Linked DNA regions of Rattus norvegicus: region 1 is linked to region 2. A link is a contact called in public Hi-C data. All regions are on one chromosome and are shown on one strand. Each heading gives the region's core, a stretch centred on a gene start, on an enhancer-like site or on the middle of the called end of the contact. The rest is flanking DNA. Distances are from core to core; before and after follow the strand shown. Region 1 holds the start of C2h4orf3 (similar to human chromosome 4 open reading frame 3). Region 2 has its middle 19 kb from the start of Mir760.

Region 1 (6,176 bases), core at 125-2,624, 640 kb after region 2:
ATATATTGGTGGGTACATTAGACAGGCAGGTTCGGGAAGGGAGAAAGAAGCTTATCTACAGGCCCAAGACACTATCTGGGCTATTTGGTTGGTAAAAGTTAGTGGGCTAAGTTAATAGACTCCAAGGGGTTTTTAATCTATTATGGGATGTTTTGACACAGAGTTGAGAGTCTTATTAAAAATACTCCCACAAAATACCTATGTAAATTTCACACTTTAACCGATCTGATCCTTCTGAAAATTCACGATTGTAATTGTGACATTGATGAGAGAGGTTAACTCCATGACAGGCTTCAAATTGTCAGTTCAGATTAGGCCTAAAATCTGCAGGCTTCAAGCAGCTAGCCAGAAAGTGCCCTGCCATCAGAAACTGACCTGATACCTGGCCTGAAGCAAGGAAAATGGGTCAACAACAGTTTCAGCCCTCACACCCTGACACAGTAGTTTCAGAAGAGAGCAAGGTAAGGCCAACTATCTCCGGAATCCTCAGCAATTGTTTGCAGCCAACACGCCAAGGTAATGGTTCTGGAATGCCTAGCGATAGAGTAAGGCAAAGCCCATCTAACCTAGAATTCCCCTAACGTGCTGTAAATCAGGACTGCGAGCATATTTGATTGTCTCTCTATCTTGGTAATAGGAGACCCAAGCATGCAATATAAAACACTCTTTGCGCTTACATACTATTTGAGTCCGGGGTATCATGCTTCAGCAAATCATAGACCCTTACAACGCGCAACTCATCAAAACCGTTTCAAAACTTAAGAGCAAACCGCCCAAGTCTGTACAAAATCACCCAAACTTCCCAAACATGCAACTAAAAGGCTTACTACAGGTGTTAGAGATGATCCTAAGGGGACTGCCAACCTTTTTACATTGCCACACAATGTTATCATCTCCAAAGTTAATATCGGAGAATCTCAGGATCCAGTTTTGTTTTGTTTTTTTAAATCCCCACACATGCTCGTGTTTACAAAAGACTACTTTTGTGGGTGGTCAAGACTGGAATCCTTTGAGGCTGTTCCTAAAGTTCTGGCATCAACCCAGAGAAAAGGGGTTGAGACAGTTTTCGTCCCAGAAACCGGTAGAACCAGTTGTGCGCTGTGCAAGGCGATGTGCGCTACGTGAGGCAGCGAACCTGTACCACAGAAGCAACCGACGAACACGCCACCCACCACGCCACCAGGAAGCATGCGGCGGGTACAGAGCGCATGCGTGCGATCGGGAAGGCGGGGAAGGCGCCTGCGCCAAGTTCAGCAGCCGGACCAGCGGAGTCTGCGCGTTCCCGGCGATGCGGAACACAGCGTGCGGGGAGTTCCTAGAAAGGGAGGACGCCTGCGCGCGGTCCAGGGGGCGGAGCGGCGGAGCGGGGCGGGACGGGGCGTGGCGCCTAAGTGATTGGCGGGGCTGTCCGGAATCGATTGCTAAGACGAGGGCGCGCAGCGGCCTTCAGGTTTAGTCTCAGGTGCGCGGAAAGTGAAGCGACGTGAAGATGGAGGTGGGCCAGGCGGCGTCTGGTACCGATGGTGTCCGGGAGCGGAGGGGCTCGTCCGCAGCTAGAAGGAGGAGCCAAGATGAGCCCGTTCAGTCGGGGATGAACGGGATTCCGAAACACTCCTACTGGCTGGATCTCTGGCTCTTCATCCTTTTCGACCTGGCGTTGTTCATCTTCGTGTACCTCTTGCCCTGGTGAGTGTCTTGAGTACAGAGTGGAAGTGCTCAGGAGGCTGGCGACTGCTCCAGTCTTCTCCGGGAGGGAGGGGCCGCAGCTAGAGATGGCGGAGTTGGGAGAAAGAGCGAAAGTGGATTTCCTTGGCACCTCAGGTGCGCTGTCCTGAGTTTCACCACCACAACGGAACTGCTTAAGTTTTAGAAACCTATACTCACAATTAGATCTATCGTAAATAATAAAAATTACTAAAAACTAATAAAGATAAAAAGTAAATATCGTAAATAATAAAAAAATTAGGTTAAGTGTGATTAATCTAAAGTGATTTGAGTGTTGTGCGTGTACTTAAAATGTTATTCCAAAGCAAGCCCTGTAAATTTGTATGCAAATTTATGCAAATACACTCATCTTCCAAAGTATCCCCATTCCTACTTCTGTCAAAGAATGGAGTATCTTGGGTTCGCTTTGGCTCTCATTTTTCGGTTTTGTGGCAAACTAGAAGGCAGAGAATGAGGGGTGGGGGAGTTGGTAATCTGATGATGAAAAGATAAGAATTTTTGATAAAAACTTGTTAAGCCATTTTGGTAAGCCATAGTGTAAATTATGTAGGGATAGGCAAAGGCTAGCAATATCGATGTCCAGTGTCTCATTAAATGTCAAAAATAAGCAGATAAAGGAAACAAATGTTTGGTCTTTACAGATTGGTTTGCTGAGAGTCTAGAACACGGCTGGCTTCTGGAGTGAATCCTGAAAACTACTAGACTTCTTGAATGAAGAGGACTTCCAGGAGCTGAATTCCAGACCTCCAGGCTTTCCTTCAGCCCTTGACCTCCCTAAAGTAGTACTATATGTTTAAAACCATGATTGTAGCTAAATGATATATAATATATATTTTTAATAATGCCTGTAATTTAAGTACTTTAAGGAAATTTATGTAGCATTTACTCATCCATCGGGTATCCGGCCCCTTTCTATTACCCAGGCATCAGTTGGGACACAGCAGTGAACATCAGCAAAAAAAAAAGTTATCTTTGTGAAGCTTACTTTCTCAGATATTGTTTTAAAACTATGCCATTATAAAATAGTTATCATCTAGGGTTGAGTAGGTAGCATTTATGCAGAAAGGCTACAGTCCCAAAGCAGCTACCATAAATATTTTGGAAGCTATTCCTTTTCACCTTAAGATCTGGGTAATTAGAGTTTTTTATACTGCTGGTTTCAGTACATGAGAACTGCCTAAAATATTCAGAGGTGGTGTTCTTCTCCCTTATAATTCACAATATTTGGTAAACTGTTGACAGTTGTCTTAAGATACTGTTGCATTTGCTTGGATAATTTTTTGTGCAAAGTGTAACTGAAGTATGTGTATTAGAATACAGGACTGGGGTGACACTGAGTTTACCACACTCTGGGACCCGATTTGTACTGCTTACTAATATTCTCTAATAAATGTTTAATCACTGAATTTAGCTTCACTGTGTCAGACTCTCTGGTGGTAGTGTGGGGAGGTTACTGGCTTGCCGTTAGGTCACACTGTTTTTTTTTCTCTTGTGTCCCAAGCCAGCCTACCACAGGTGCCAGCTGCTCTGGACATTTCTAGTTTGGAGAACTTAGTATAATGGTGAGTTTTTGGGTCCCTTTGAGCTAAGGGATTCACGACAGATGGCAAAACATTATTCCTGGGTCTGTCTGTTTCAGGAAAAGCTAATCTGTTGGAAAAACAGTAAAGGAAGCCTCCATGATGTGAGACCAGTCATCCCCCTTTTAGAGCCTGGACAAGAAGAGAAGGCAGATCTCTCTGTTGGAACATCTATTTGTGTGGGTACTGTCCTGAGATGAGCAAAGGCTGCGCTGATGTAGCCTGGCCTCAGAACAAGACAGTAGATCAGGACAAGCTGGGTTCAAAGCACAGGTGTTTCCTCCACGCAGGACTGCTCTGACCTTGGAGTTAACTAAGCTGGGACCTTGGGCCCCAGCTGGGACTGTTCTGAGTACCTTGACATTGACCCACTGCCTTAATGCTTCAGTCGTGTACCCCTCCCCTTAAAATAGCCTCCTTGAAAGTGTTTGTCTTTACTGTCATGCCCACTGTAGCTGAACAGCTGTAATTAATAAACAGTCCTCCAGCCCTTTTCATTACTTCCCCCATTGCCCAGGTTACCAGCTTTTCAGTTTTCATCTGTGTGGACGTCAGTGCTTACAGTTCTGAGTTCTTAGGCTCTGGCCAGTCCCTAAGGTTTGGACTAAAACTCAACCTTCCCTAGGCGTCAAGCCTACAGTAGATAGATGAGATTTCTAGGCCTCATGTAAGACAATTTCTTGCTGATAATTTCTCTCTCTATAGTGCTTTCAGGAACTCAAGAATAGTTAATACATAGCTGTAATTGCCACACAGGAACAGCATGAAGGCTCCAAGTCCTATAGATAATTGAGATTTTTTTTTAAGGAAACTATGATGCTCACACTTTAGAAGTTACTAGAAATATAAAAATGGGACTTCAAGGCAAGCTGCAAATTTGTTCCCATTTAAAGACAGCAAAAAAGTAATCCACATTTGGTTTCTAAACGTGAAGTAGCTTCTGATCATTGCATCTGAACTGGCTGAGGACTTGGAAGAACTTTTTAGGGGGACATTAACTGAAAGTTCCAGGAGTTAAAGAGCTCCAAACCCTGGGCACTAAACACAAGACACACATGGAAGTCAGTGACGGCACAGAACTGGGCACTGGACCAAATGTTTGCTATAAGGCTTCTTAGTCAAGAATGGACTTTGCTTTTGCTTTTACATTTTGTTTTCTGGGACAGGGTCTTACTGTGCAGCCCTGTACACAGCTTTGCAGACAAGGCTGGCCTTGAACTCAGAAAGATCCACCTGTCTCTGCCTCCTAAGTGCTAGGAGTAAATGTACACATTTATTTTTCTTACTACTTGGAAGTGAATAGAAAACAATAATTTCTTATTAAATGAAAGTCACATCTAATCTAGATTTGATGTTGGTAAGCTTTTAATTGAAAAAACAGCCCTGCATACCCATTACGAATTGTTTATGGCTGTTTTCAATCCAAAAATGCTGTGTTCCAGAGATTTACTATCCACATTGTCCACAGTCTAAATCACTGACATGTTGCCCAGAACTTGCTGCCACGAGCTGTGGTTCTGACTTGGGGATGTAAATCTTGGGAACATCCTCGGCTAACATTTGTAAACTTTAAATTTTTGTTTTTTAATGTTTCCCATAAATTGAGTAGTTGGGGAAGGGGACCACAGTTCATAAAGGCAAAGAAAAGATCAACTATACTGCTTAAAATTAAGCTTCATTTTTTTTGAGCCAAAAGAAGTTGATTTCACATGAAAATATAATACTCTGAAGATAACTATGTGAAACATGATTACATCATTTAAGAAGTTACAAGCTTATCGACACGGAAACATTGGTTAACAATAGGCACCAGAGAAGAAATACATACAATTAATTAGGCAAACGTACTGGATCTATTCTGTGTTGAATTGACAAACGAGCAGGTTCTCTATTTCAGTCTTAGATAATGCAGAGTGTGTAACTAAGCTGTGCATCAACCGAGAGGAGAAATGACACTTCTGTTTGCAAACTCGACGGAGTCGAAAGGTTCATCTAGGAAACTGCTGTAATGCACAGAAATTAGTTAGTGCTTCAGATAATGCATTCCCAACAGGGAATAGAGACCAAATGGGATTTTTTTTAAACTTTAAAATCTTTTAAAAACTATTAAAAATAACAAGATCTTTTCTAGTATTTTACAGTGTTATAAAAGCAAGAATTATAAACACTGACATTTCAAATACAATTTTACAAAGTTTACATTATTTACAAACGCTCCGTACTAAAAGCTGTTAAAAAATAATCTTTAAGGATAAATTTTAATTTTATATTCAAGTGTTCCTTAAGAGAATACAAAGAAATGGTCACCAATTATGCTAGAAATGAACAAAAACAGGGTTTGGCTAAGAATTGACAACACTTTTATAAGCAATTTTGAGTTAAAAGTACCTTTTCTTAAACAAGTGTTGGGTTTTGAGTTTTAGTAGTTTGTAGGGCTCAGCGAGCTATGAGTTTTAAAGTCATGATTATGAGCCTTCCCATTTAGAGAGGTAATAAAGACAACTAATTTTGTAGTTCTTAATTCTCTGGAATAGTTATTATGAAACTATGCTAAAACTAGTTTTCAGCCTGTTACAAAATAAAATAAAAACTAATAAGGCAATTCAGCTTACTTTCAAAATAATGAAAAAAATTAATATAAATAAACTCCACTCCGTGATGGTAGTGGAGCTAAAGCCATTATTTGTTTAAGTAAAAAAAAAGAAAGAAAGAAAGAAAACATTTCATTAAGATTAAACCTTATATAAAGGCAGAAATTTAACCTGGAAGCCTCAATAGTAAAAGCACAGACCATCTAGCAATCTTTTAGTGATCAAAGCAGCAGTGACCATCCCGAGAAGAAGCCCAAAGTTAACTTGTAACATTGGTTAA
Region 2 (6,235 bases), core at 3,067-5,566:
AACTGGTGCCTGGGCTTGGGAAGAGGGAGGAGGGAGGAGGGAGGAGGGAGGAGGGAGGAGGGAGGAGGGAGGAGGGAAGATGGAGGGAGGAGGGAGGAGAGAGGGAGGAGAGAGGAGGGAGAAGGGAGGATGGAGGAAGGAGGGAAGAGGGAGGATGGAGGGAAGAGGGAGGAGGGAGGGAGGAGGGAGGAGGGAAGATGGAGGGAGGAGGGAAGAGAGAGGGAGGAGAGAGGAGGGAGGAGGGAGGAGGGAGGGAAGAGGGAGGGAGGATGGAGGGTGGAGGAGGGAGGAGGGAGGAGGGAGGAGGGAAGAGGGAGGAGGGAGGATGGAGGAGGGAGGGAAGAGGGAGGAGGGAAGATGGAGGAGGGAGGGAGGATGGAGGGAGGATGGAGGAGGGAGGAGGGAGGAGGGAGGGAAGAGGGAGGAGGGAGGGAAGAGGGAGGAGGGAGGAGGGAGGGAAGAGGGAGGAGGGAGGATGGAGGAGGGAGGATGGAGGAGGGAGGAGGGAGGGAGGATGGAGGGAGGAGGGAGGAGGGAGGGAAAATGGAGGGAGGAGGGAGGAGGGAGGGAGGAGGGAGGAGGGAGGAGGGAGGGAAAATGGAGGGAAGAGGGAGGAGGGAGGAGGGAGGAGGGAGGAGGGAGAAGGGAGGAGGGAGGAGGGAGGAAGGAGGAAGGAGGAGGGAGGTGGGAGGGAAGATGGAGGGAGGATGGAGGATAGAAGATGGAGGGAGGAGGGAAGAGGGAGGATGGAAGATGGCTGAGGAGTGGAGCCTAGTGAAAGAGTAAAGGGCTTTAAAGGGCAGGAGGAAAGTCTGTAATGTGTATGGGAGGGTGTCTGTCTTGGACTAGGCAGCACCCCAGAGTTAGGTAGATAAGGAAAAGAGAAGGGGAATAAGAGTGTGACTGTTGCTAGGGAAGACACGGAGGCCTCCGGGAAGGTTCAAGGTCTCAGCAAGGCCTGAGACCTCAGGGAGCTGGCTGCAGAGGCAGACCGACTTCAGACTCCTCTCAGTTTCCCTGGTTTTATTTGTAAAATAACTGAGGGAGGGAAAAGGGGGGAGAGATGGAGGGAGAGGGGGAAAGAGGAGGGAAGGAGAATGAGAAAGGAGGGGAGGGAGAGGGAGGGTGAACCCTTCTACACGGGTAACTTAAGGAGATAGTGTGATACACGCAGTGCCTGGCTCGAGACGCTGCATCTTTTGAAAGCCTCATGTCATGAACTTTCAGCCTCTGGAACCAGAGGGTAATGCAAGTTGCCATGCCCTCTCATCCAGGCTAAGTCAGCCCTCACAGAGCCTCACAGAAGCCAGGGGATACCACACAGCAGCAGCAGCAGCAGCAGCAGCAGCAGCAGCAGCAGCAGCAGCAGCAGCAGCAGCAGCAGCAGCAGGGACTCCTGTCAGCGAGTCTGCACTGCTTTAGCAGGAGGTGTAGGGACCAGGGAACAGATGGCCAATGGTGTCGCCCTGCCAGGCTCAGGACAGACAAGCTAGTTCTGTTCTTATGAGTGTCTCTTTTGTCTTTGGGTCTTTTTACTTTTGGTTTCTTGTAGTGTTTGCTCACTTGAGGGCGATTTCAGGACTTAGTAACATACCAGTTGGTACCTGTTTCTATAATCACAGTTTAGATAGCTGGGGCGCTTGGTTCTGTCTTTGTTTTTGTTGGGTTCCTCGGGATCTTGGTACCCGGATGATTGCCTTGAACTCGTTGGGCCATAGCTGAATGGCTTTCAGTGTGACCAGCGATTGCTCGCCGAGCCAGTTTTAATTTCCGACTGACTTTATGAATTACTCGCTAGTGAAAGTAAAGCTAGAAATCACAACATGATTTTAAACCATTTCCTGGGGGAAACTATTTGGCAGAACACACGAAAGTATTCTCTTAGCTTCTCAGGGAGGTTATGCCACCATGAATAAAAGAAACTCGATCATGGCGTGCGTCCATTGTGACTAATACATGTGTCTGCTGGATAGCCTAGCGGCTCACAGGAGTGACTAAGACAACATAGTCTTTACTCTCATGGAGTGTTCTCCTCTATGTCCCCAAGTCGCTGCGCAGGCCGAGAGGAATCACTCACGGTAGACTGCTTGCTTAGTGTGTATGAGACACTGTGTTCAACCCCCAACAACAAACAACCAACCAACAAACCAAAATGGCCTTTCGTCGCCTCCTTGAAAGGATGACCTGCACTGTTCTGCATCCACTTCGTTTTTGAGAAACAGCAATTCCCCCCAATTTTGTTTTATTAAAATTTTATTTTTCATAAATATACTTCTTTTATGATTTTTAAAAAAATATATTAATATATTAATTTATTCACATACCAAACACTGCCCCCTCTCGGTCTCCCCTCACAGAGTCTCCCCACCCCCTTTCTTCTCTGAGAGTGTGGGGCCCTCCCAGGTATCCCCCCACCCTGGCGTATCAAGTCTCTGCAGGGTTAGGTGTGTCCTCTTCCACTGAGGCCAGACAAGGCAGCCCTGTTCGGGTACGGATTCTACAGTTCAGCTACAGCCTTAGGCACAGCCCCCAGTCCAGTGAAAAATAGTGATTTGTAAAGATTGATTAATTATTTTTTTTGTGAACCTGACCTTGGAATCCCACAGGTGGATGAGGAGTGGCCTCCATCTGGTCACTGCTTAGGCCGTAGCCAGTCTGCTGTCCAGACCACCTCCCCGCCCAGCCAGGCTGCTCCTCTCACATCCTCCTGTGGCTCTAAAATTACAAGGCGAGGCTTGCAACCATTCCACACACCTAGACTGACTGCCCACGGTGTGTCAGACTACCCTGTGACCCTATCACGCCACTAATTCCACGTGCTTCCACCACGTCTCGAGAATACCAAGGTCTCTAAAACAGGAAGGGCTCATGGGGGAGAATAGGCCGAGTTCACTACTCCAGACTCTGATCTGAAGGGAAAATTGAGGTGAAAACCAGACACCCCCCCCCCCATAGAAAGCTATTTCCGTGTTGAGAAATAGATTCACTCTTTCTTAAATCTACCAATTTCTTCTCCTCTGAGCTCCCTGGAGCCTAAGAAGTAACTCTCTCTTGTGTCCTGAGAGAGTGAGAAAACAAACATAGAGCGAGGGGTTGGGGATTTAGCTCAGTGGTAGAGCGCTTGCCTAGGAAGCGCAAGGCCCTGGGTTCGGTCCGCAGCTCCGGGGGGGGGGGGGGGGGGGAGGGAACCAAAAAAGAAAAAAAAAAACATAGAGCGAGGAGGAGGAGGCTCTGGGCCTCCTGGGTGGTGGTACGGATGCCTCAGAAGCACAGCAAGACCAACAAACAAACAAACAAACAAACAAAACGACCCGCTCAGGAGGCGGGGGGAGCACATTCGTGCGTAATTAAATTGCTGCTCTGTGCTCTGCTCGTTTCTGCCAACCCATAACTCTAGTCACTTTATGGAGGCAAATTGTCCCTGCAGTTCTTCCCCATGTAACCCAACGCAGTGCCTGGAGCAAAGTTGGTGCTCGGTAAATTTTTATTAAAGTGGGGAAGAAGGGTACCAGGGAGAAACTGTGTGGACAGAGACCTAAGCTTCTGAGACGGGGGCGAAGAAAATATGGGCAAAAATACGAAGTCGGGATAAAGAGAATTTTTACTTATCTTGAAAACAGATTCCCCGGCTTTAGTGTCATTGAAAACGCTGGAGCCAATTCCTGTTAACAGGATCCGTTTGGTGGGTGTCAGAGGGTCCGTGCCTTTGCTCTTACCGCCTGGGAAGAGCAGGTGGCTGTGACCCTGGTGAGCACAGGGTACGATGGCTGGTACACAGACCAGCAATGTTCCCACTAGGTCAGACACACTGAGAGCCAGTTCACTATGCCCTTGACCTGTGTTCGTGGATTCTTCAGCAGGGAGAAGGCGCTTATCATGGTGTCCAGAGAGCCCAAACTCATTGGAGGGTTTTCAGGTAGCGAGTGGGAATCACGAAGAGCAGGATTGGCACTCTAGAGACCACTATTCTGGGCCTATAGAAAAGTCAGAGGGGCTAGCATGAACGTAAGCATGAATATAAGATACCCGACCATCTTTGTAAATCTTTTTCACACTCAACCACCTTGAAATTTGTAAGGGAAGCAGAGAAAACACAGACATCCCCATTCTATCAGTGACGGAATCAAAGTTAATAAGGAGGAATAATTCCTAGGGTCACGAGACCAATTAAATGTCCCTTCAGAGTTGTTGACCTCTCGTTAGAAGTTTACAGTTGCAGTGCTGGAAATGGCCAGCAGAGGGCACCCTCCACAAAGTGGTTGTTCGCAGTCTTTAGAGAGCAACACTAACTCTGTGAGCATTGGGTAGAGAGGGCAGGCAGGAGCTTTCTCACTGGATAAAACCGCTACCTTGGTGATGTTTCCTCTCAGAGAACGCTTACCTAAACTGAATCCTGAAATACCAGGCAGAAAAAGGTCAGTCTACTAAGCGACCATCTGATAGCCTTCAAAAACAACACGGGCCAAAGAATTAAAGATTAGCCGTTCCATGTTTGTGGAGATTAAAGACATGGAGCTACTAGATCGAATGAATGAATGAATGAATGAATGAATGAATGAATGAATGATTTGAATGGGTCCTTGGGTGGGAAAAAGCCATAGACATAAAAAAGAAATGTTATTAGGGTGGCTGATAGCATCTTAACTTGAACTGTGTTTTAGATAGATCTTGTCAATATTATGCTTCCCAAGGCTGATAACTGCTGTGTTTTGACATGTTTCTCTTGAAAACATTTAGGGGGAAGTGGGCACAATGTCCTTAACCTGTTTTTAAATGGTACCTCCCCACCCCGACATAATAGAAGCAGATGTAGTCAAAGTGTGAATCTAGGGAGAGCAGATGGGAATTCCATGTGCCATACCTGCAACTTCCATAACTTTAAACTTATATCCAAATAAAAGTTACACACACGCACACAAAGTGGGCTGTGTGTTACCTTATTCTTGAAGAGCTGGGGCTCCTGGTCCTACCTGATTTGAGGTCTAAAGTTCCCTCAGTGGGAGTGCAGAGAGGCCTCTTAGTCAAGTGTGGCTTTGGCCCACTGCAGAGCACTGACCTTTGCCCTGGGCTGGCCAGGGCACTTGTGTGCAAAGCTTATCTGATAACAGAACTTCCTGACAAGCGGGCAGCCTTTACTGCACAGGATTCGTGAATGCAATACACAACTGTACTTGGCAGAGGAGCAGGGACCTTGCCTAAAAAATGTAGAATGGAGCTATTGGGGTCTGGGACGGAGGGAGCACTCCCAGGTCTGTGCGGCAGAGAATAGAGGCATACATTAGAGCGGGTAAAGCCTACTGCTTTTCTGGGTTAGTCCTTCCAGATCATACGGCTCCTAGAATCCGAGCTTGGGTGATATTAATAGTAAAATATTAACAGGAAAATGCAGCTGTGAGGAGCAGCTACTAGAGAGGACCCAGGATAGGAAGAGAGAGCCCAAACTATACTGGAGAGGAGGCAGAGCCTCCGGGCGACCTCTCCCACCTTCAGGATTCACACAGGCCTCGGATATGAAAGCTGAATATTTACATCTCTAACAAGCCACCTGATTGGACCACACACAGATGCAATGGCGTAGAACATGACCTTCTTGGGCGTCTGTAGGTCTCTCCAACATGGCTAAAACTGCACATTAAAAGAATTGTAAGAGATCCAAGGGGAATTGGGGCTACTCCTGGGTGCACAGTAGGTCTTCAGACTGCACAGCATCATGGATGAATGAACTCAAACCGCTATCAGGAGGATATGGGATAGAGGAAGGTCCTTGAGAGTGAGAAGCAGAGTGCGTGCATGCATGGGCGAAGCCTGGCTCATCTAAGCTCCTCATCTGCGTTCTCTAGGGAATAACGGGAGGAAAGGCAGTGGGGGTGAGGCAGGGGGTTGCTATTCAAGGTTGGGATTTTAACCTGTAATTGGCAGCTGATACAGAATGAGCCTCTAAAGGAGACGTGACCAGAGGCAGCACCTTCAAAAGACCCAGTAGAGCTAAGAAAGGTGGCCAGGGGGAGGGGAAGTGAGATAGGAGATCCCAGCCTAGGTCCCAGTGAGATAAGGGCTTGAGGAAAGAGACTGGCCGAGTGTCATGGAAAAGAAGAGAGGTTAAGCACCATAGCTAAGCGGGGAACTGAGCTCCACAAAGGGTCACTTGCTTTCTTAAAGACGTCTGTCTTCAGATACCACCAAAGATTTGGAAAGATACTCTGTATACATATGTATGTATATACTTTCCCCCTCC

The links. Hi-C and Micro-C count contacts between places; a contact is called where the count stands out from the background.
Region 1: a Hi-C map of hepatocytes shows a contact between it and region 2, with 2.5 times the contacts expected there. The contact joins the promoter of C2h4orf3 here to the enhancer-like site in region 2. A contact is called at or near these places in 3 of 12 Hi-C or Micro-C datasets (the Rat2 cell line, Schwann cells and hepatocytes).

What each region holds. Positions count from the first base shown.
Region 1 is chr2:213,739,145-213,745,320 of GRCr8, forward strand. C2h4orf3 (similar to human chromosome 4 open reading frame 3) reads left to right here and starts at 1,375. Exons shown (of 2, transcript NM_001271116.1): 1 at 1,375-1,686; 2 at 2,367-3,135. The coding sequence starts at 1,490. The coding sequence ends at 2,367. LOC102550474 (a long non-coding RNA gene) reads right to left here and starts at 1,249. Exons shown (of 5, transcript XR_010064423.1): 1 at 1-1,249. It overlaps Usp53 (ubiquitin specific peptidase 53), which reads right to left. Exons shown (of 16, transcript NM_001389268.1): 16 at 4,962-6,176.
Region 2 is chr2:213,092,980-213,099,214 of GRCr8, forward strand. No RefSeq gene overlaps it. Among named protein-coding and RNA genes, the nearest start is that of Mir760, 19 kb to the left of the region's middle. Within about 2 kb of position 4,317, at least 7 of the 93 cell types and tissues checked have an H3K27ac peak or open chromatin away from gene starts, as enhancers often do. A contact at or near this core is called in hepatocytes, where this site is marked.